Linked DNA regions of Mus musculus: region 2 is linked to region 1. Evidence: chromatin contacts called from public promoter capture Hi-C data. All regions are on one chromosome and are shown on one strand. The core of a region is the stretch at or near the end of the contact, and the rest is flanking DNA. Distances in the headings are between cores, read along the strand shown.

What was found. Promoter capture Hi-C pulls out the DNA fragments that hold promoters and counts their contacts.
Region 2: a promoter capture Hi-C map of embryonic stem cells shows a contact between it and region 1. The contact joins the promoter of Krt23 here to the promoter of Krt222 in region 1. A contact is called at or near these places in 3 of 39 promoter capture datasets (the 3T3-L1 cell line, the HPC-7 cell line and embryonic stem cells).

Annotation. Positions count from the first base shown.
Region 1 is chr11:99,242,435-99,245,928 of GRCm38.p6, forward strand. It overlaps Krt222 (keratin 222), which reads right to left and starts at 1,713. Exons shown (of 6, transcript NM_172946.3): 1 at 1,509-1,713. The coding sequence starts at 1,604. Gm32385 (a long non-coding RNA gene) reads left to right here and starts at 1,461. Exons shown (of 4, transcript XR_389025.3): 1 at 1,461-1,548.
Region 2 is chr11:99,491,162-99,494,655 of GRCm38.p6, forward strand. It overlaps Krt23 (keratin 23), which reads right to left and starts at 1,959. Exons shown (of 8, transcript NM_033373.2): 1 at 1,508-1,959. The coding sequence starts at 1,903.

The DNA of each region.
Region 1 (3,494 bases), core at 463-2,962:
TTTGGGAGGTGACTTACTATGCACTACTTGTTAGCCAAAGCAACTGTATGTTTATTTTCCGGATTTACTTGCATCGTTCTAGGGCTTGAACCCAGGGCTTTGCATATGTTACAATAATATAATAAACCGACTTTGTGAGTTACTTGGGAAAACACATTTCTCTCAAGAACTTTTATGTTACAAAACGTTTTGCTTTTTTTTTTTTTTTTTTAAATTCAAAGTCACTTCAAGCACTGGGACTTGTAAATTCAACTTATAAGTTTACTTTGCAAAATTTTTATTTGGTTTATGATTTTCAAAAGTTGTCCTCTCTTAATATTTTTCTCTATCACGTGGGAAGAGAACAAACTTCTCCTCCATCTAAGCCAAGAGCCCGGTGACCTTGTTTAATCCGTTGAACTGATCATTCTTTTTAAAAACCAAGACTATTACCCACAGGCAAAATTTATAATGATATTGCAATAAGTTACTAACGAAACAAAGTCCTGTGATTTTTTTTTTTAGCTATCATTTTTTTGTTGTTGTTTTGTTTTTGTTTTTTGGCCCTGTTCTTAAGTAAACTCTTTGCTGTGTCCAGGTGCTGGGAATACAATTTGAACCCGGGTATAAGAGGTAAGCTAATAAAACCGTCCTGAGTTTCTGAAACTTTGTTTCCCAAATATTTGCTTTTAAATTTATTTAAATTTGAGGCCTTAATTATTAAAGGCAGGTATTACTTTGAAACTGAGTAGACAGGATTTGAATTGAGCCTTGGTCTGAGTTGGCTCTGTTTCATTTATTTATTTTAAATATCTTGCAAGCTTTGTGTCGGAAGTAAACAGTTCTTCTACCCCCAAAGCAAAAATGGCTACTTTTAAGTGTAGAGTCTCTCACTACTCAGCTGGGGGGATTTTGATTGTCAGATCTGTATTCTTGGTTCTCAAAGCCACATTCACATGCTCAGTTGATTCTATTTATAACAGTCAGTATGAAACCAAGTGCTTGGGAAATATGATAGAAACCTTCTAGAAATATTTTTCTTGCTTTTTGTCTCCCCCCAGAGTGTGCAAGGCAAACAATCTTGACTATCAAGCTTGGAGTCTACAGATGTTATTTAAATTGCCTCTATAATTAACTCCATAATATCTTTGAAGAGTTGTTTGGAATGCTTCCTTCCTGAAAAAAAAAAAAAAAAAAAAAAAAAAAAAAAAAAAAAAAAACCCAAAGAGGTCAGAGAGCACCATTTTATTGCTTGTTGACTCCATGTTTTAGTAATGACGGTCACCTTACGATCTCTATAAAATCCCAATGCATCAATCAATATTTATTGAATGGTTATTCAACAGCACAGCCAAAGGGTTTTCTCCCTGCCTGCCACCCCAGACCCAGTGCAGGAACACCTACATCGCCTCCCCAGTAGATGCTGCGTGGAAAAGGAGATACTGTACCTCAGAGAGGCCGGGACAGGAATCGGGTAGACATGGACTGTCTCCTTATCCTGAAGGTGCCTGGCTGAATGAAATCATTACCTGGATCCGCGTCGACAACACCGTCTCTATCTGATTTCTGGTGAGGAGCTGTTCATAGTTTGCCCTGATCTCATTGAGGAGCTGGGACAGCTCCATTCTTTTCCCATCCTCCACCTTGGCTAACTGGACCTTAGCGATGGGATGAGCCGCTGCGGCAGAGCCTGCCCTGCCTGCGTCGCCAGAGCAGACAGCCCCGCAGAGCCTTAAAGAAGCAGAGATCCATTTCCCCCACCAGAAGCCGGGGGAAACTCCAGGGTTGCTAATTAATTATGCAAATGTTGAGAAACCCTTCCCGCCCATTGTTGTTGATACAGCAGAGACCTTCGGAGTCTCCAGGAAGAGAGGAAAATGACACCCACAGGGTCACTGCAAAGGTTTCCTATGCAAAGTGAATGCTTTGCCTGTGGGGGTGGGGTGCTCACAACCTTAAGCAAATTGTAGTTAGCCAGTCACAGTGGGCAGGCATATTATCTTAGCACTCAGGCAGAATGATCTTGAGTTCAAGGTCAGTCAGGACTTCGTAGTGAGACCCCTGATGGAGAACAAAACAACAGAAACAACGACACCCAAACAAACCACCTCCCAAACCCAAAATAAAACACGAAATTTATTTAGCTTTTCCAACATATTGCTTAGGAATTAAACTGGGGGGCTTTAGAAATGGCTCAGTGGTTAAGAGCACTGACTGCTCTTCCAGAGGTCCTGAGTTCAATTCCCAGCAACCACATGGTGGCTCACGACCATCTGTAATGGGATCAGATGCCCTCTTCTGGTGTATCTGGAGACAGCGACAGTGTACTCATATACATAAAATAAATAATTCTTTTAAAAAAATAATTATACTGGGCTCCAAATATGATAGTTTAAACTTTTCTTTATAGTATTTTAAAAAAAAATGTTTTGATTTTTTAACAAAATGCTAAAGGAGAGGGAAGGCAGAAGGAAACAAAGGGTTAAAGGAATACAGGTGACAAGAAGCAGGCAGGGACTGGTTCAGATGAGACAGGTAAGGTTGTGGGTGGTGGTGAAGGGCCATGGCGGAGGTGGATGCCTACAAACAGGACAATGTCCCATGGAAGGAAATGGTGAAATGGCTTCCCTGTGACTTTGTATGCTAACTTAAGAAAATTAATTTTAAAAACCCCGAATGCTACGGAAAGTCCTCTGAATGTGTTTGTACATGTCCAGCGTTCTGACAGCTACTCTACTCTCGAGTGAGGCAGATGACTGTCATGAGCCGTGGTTCTCAAACGGCCGGCCGTGGACGCCAGCCCAGGAGTAGAGTGTGAGGGATTGAGGTGGATTCCTGAAGTCACTCTTATTCCAGATGAGGCGAGGCTGGAGACGGGCACTGGAGCAGGGTGGGAGCCAGGAGTTAATTCTACCAGGCTTGTGAAATGGAGCCCTTCGGCCCCTGCAATGGGACCCCCACTGAGGGAGACTTTTGCTACTAGAGAGCAGGTAGAGAACACGTCACACTGAAGGGACTCACCCTCAGCTCTTCCAACAACGGTGTTCCACCCAATCTTTTCATTCTGGGACCTGTAAAGATGGAAGAACTGTGGTCAGAGGGGTCAAGTGTCCTACCCAAGGTGGTTCATTGAAATGACAGCATCACTGTCTTAGGGACTTTTGACTGTATGCTGAACGCTGTGCTTGCTTCTTCCTTCTCTTCTCCCGGGGATCTCCAGTCAAGATGGCAGCCTTGTTAGATGCGACTGAAATATTTTTGAGAATGGGCCTGTTGTTTACAGAGTGAATGAATGAATGAATGAATGAGATCTTGGTTCTAGAACCCAGAGGGCCTTTGATATGCTTTTAAAAAGTGTGTGTATGTGTGTGTGTGTGTGTGTGTGTGTGTGTGTGTGTGTGTGGTTTTACACGGGCACAGGTGTGGCGGTCAGAGAATAATTATCCGGAATCATCTCTCTTCTTCCATAATGCGACTCCAGGGATCGAACTCAGGCCGTCAGGCTTCTTGGCCAG
Region 2 (3,494 bases), core at 709-3,208, 250 kb after region 1:
GTGGAGGTTGGATCATTTGAAACAGACCTGAGGGGAAGTCCCACCCTGCCCTTGGCTGCTGGCTTGGAGGTTATTTCACAGTTTTGAACTTTAGTTTCCTAACAGAGTTGCAAGAATTACGTCAGATAACATAGATGAGTCCAGTTGTGGCAGAAAGCCCTTCGCACAGATTTAACACCCTCCACACCGCACGGCATACAGGAAATGCTCAATAATTGTTCCCTCCCCTTTCTTTCCTCTCCCTACTTCTCTCTCTGGTTGGACTGCCTGCTGTTGGAGCAGGTGTAATCTGGTATTTCTTTTGGGAGTCATGCTCCCAGCTTTCCATCTGTAGACATCATCTTTCCCCTCCATTCTAAAACCAAAGCAACTTCATGAAACGAAAAAACAGCGTGAGGATGTTGAGTCACCTTGTTTTCTTCACAGAGACGACCGCGCACTCTGTAGTTAAGGCAATTACGCACTTGGTTATTAGGCCGATTATTCAATAATTAGGGGTCATTACAAGGACAGATTTATGTTATCTTGATTGGTCCTTCCTACATTCAAGCAAAGATGGCTGAGCATTGTGAAATAATATGGTATTAATATTGGAAGCCTGCAATGGCCTTTCCGGGGGTGCGGGGGTTAAATCATGCTCCTTCATACAAAGGGAAGGGTTATAGCTTTAAGAACACAACTGTGAGATGACTGTCACCCCTCTGCTTGTATCCAGGCATCCCAGAAAGTAGAAGCTGAGCATCTTAGGTGTTTGACTGGGAAGCATGGTATTCTTTGGGAAGCCCATCTCTCCAGTTTTTAAATGCCCAATTTTACTATTCTCACCCCCCCACCCCCAGCAATATGCCTTTATCAGAAGTGTGACCCACTTTATCTTTTAGCAGTTCCTAGAAAAATATCCAGGGATGTCCACGATCTATCTGCTGCTGGAGAGACAGCTTTTTCCGCATGACCTACACAGTAGCGTAACTCAGCCTTTTGTTGATAGAGAGTCACACTGTCGTCAGGCCTCTGAGGTGGAGCAGAACTGATCTGATTTGGAAGCAAATTCTCTCCTGGGCCTTGTGTACCGAGGGTGCACCCTGCATAGCAGCCTTATCATTTCTGTGATGTCGTTGGATCTTACGTGATACTTGCACGGTGACAGGCTGTCTGACACTCCTAAGGCTCACATATTTGGTTCACCCCCCGCCCCACCCCCCCATGTTTTAAAGTGTGTAGAAAACCAGGCAGTTTTGCTGTTTAAAAGATAGTGTATAGTAAATCTGAAATGTTTGCTGTCTGGTTTCTACATCATTTGCAGAGAGGAAATTATTTTTATAAACAGATTTCCCCGAATCCATCCATACTTAAGCTATAGCAGTAAGATTTGGGTGAGCAGTACTTGAGCTGAGTTCTTTTTGCTGTTTGCCCTGGGAACTGCCATGCACACAGTCTGGTTCCCCCTCCCTCTATCCTCTCTGGGTATGGCAGTACCATAGCTACAGGGTCTCTCTCAGTGTCTTACCTGCTCCTGCAGGCGGCTGATGTTTTCCTCATACTGGGAATAATCCTTTCTGTGGCTGGGTTCTCTCTCCTGATGCCACCTTAGTATACGGGTTTCCAGCTTCGAGTTAGCCTCCTCTAGAGCCCGCACCTTCTCCAGATATGTGGCCAGGCGATCGTTGAGATTCTGCATGGTGGCCTTGCCATTGCCACCTAGCAGGGGACTGCTTCTTCCAGACCCCCATGATCCTCCAGGAGGCAGGCAGCCTGGCGTGGTGAAGGAAAGGGAGATGCGGACACCCCCTGCGCCTCCATGGACACTCGGTGCCCGATGGCAGCTCCCCTGCCGCCCCCGGGTGCTTCCGAGGCTGTGGACAGAGGCCGAGTAGGTCTGGTTAAAGCTGTGGCTGGAGTTCATGGTCCCATCTGTGTATGGAGCAGGGCTATCTCAGCTCTCTGACGCTCACAGGACTGAACTGCCTCAGACTGCTTGAGATGGTTTTATGCCCTTTGCTGTGGGAGTTTCCTTCTCTGACAACTGTACCGACAAGATCCTATCATTGTGCAATGTGTGTTTCCTCTTGGTCAATCCGGAGGTGCCCCTGGGCCAACACACTCTGCTGTTGTTGTTTAGAACCACGTGAATATGCCAGTTACCACCTCCCTCCCAGTGGTAACCCGGAGGCGTGGCCCAGGCCACCAGGTGGGTAGCAGATCTCAGATGTCTTTCTAATCTCGCAGTGGAAAATTTCCAATGTACATTCGCCCAAAAAAGGTCAGATTAAAGTCCACAGTAAGACTGGTGTGGTATAGCTTTTCTTTTAAAAAAAACCAACCATTAATCTCTCTCACACACACAGTGCTCCAGATAAACCCTCTTACACCAGGATAAGAAAGACTTACAAGGTTAGAACCAGAACAAACCAGAATCTCAAGTCCTGGAGGAAATCTGCTCCCGTGCGGAAGGAAACAGAGAGGGCTCTGAATATCTGATTCCTTTGTGTCTGCTGCCGTTTGATGGAAAGTAATTTCAAAGGAATCACTCTTCAGAACAAACCCTCAATTACAGTCGTAATTAATTAATGAATGACTGGCCTTCCGCTTCCAGGATGCCTTTGATCCCAGCACACCTCAAAACCAAACAAGCCAGCCTGTGCCTGGGATGTCCCTGGGCTCCAGGGAGGAAAAGATGGCTTTGCTATTTGACCAGTAGCCCTGGGCAGTCTCTGTTTTTTTTGGTTGAGTCCCCGGACCATTGACCTGTATGCGATCTACAGCAGGGGCTATGAAAACAGGAAGCCCGTCGTGGTGGTCTGACATGTGTGATGCATCTTAACTTTCTGCCAAGGCAGAGGTTGAGAGTGAATAATGATGTAGTTTGGGGCAAGGGCTCTGTGCTGGTTACTGGTGACTCCATTTAAAGATGACGTAGAAATAAGCTGTCAGGGTCTATGGAGATAGTTCAGAGGGTCAGGGTCCTTGCTGGGCCAGCCATGCACACAGTCTATGTGTATCCCCAGAGTCTATGTGTGGTGTTGCTATTACACCTTTCCGTTGTTGGTGTGAGTGCAGAGACAGGAGGGTCTCTGGGGCTTGGAGCCCACCAGTGTAACTCCTGGTTTAAGGAGAGACTCTGTCTCAGTGGAATAAGGTAGAAGGTGACAGAGGAGGACACCCAGTGACCTTTGCTGCTTTCTGGTGTGCTCATCCTCTCCCACCCCCATGCTCACAAACATGAGGCACACATACATACGAAACAAAAAATAAAATGTCAGTTATCAGAAGAGACTTTGGTGTCACTCTTCAATGCCACCAACTGCACAGATCAGGGAAAATGAGGCCTGTATGGGATATGGGGAGGATGAACTGAGTTAGGGAAGCCACATAGCACTGCTATCAGTCACAAAGAGGTCCTGTACAGGACCATAATGGTACTTCTTCCATAATGGTAATGGACCTTCTCTGCCTCCTAGACATTGTTTAATCCTTATAACAACTATTGGGTTGTG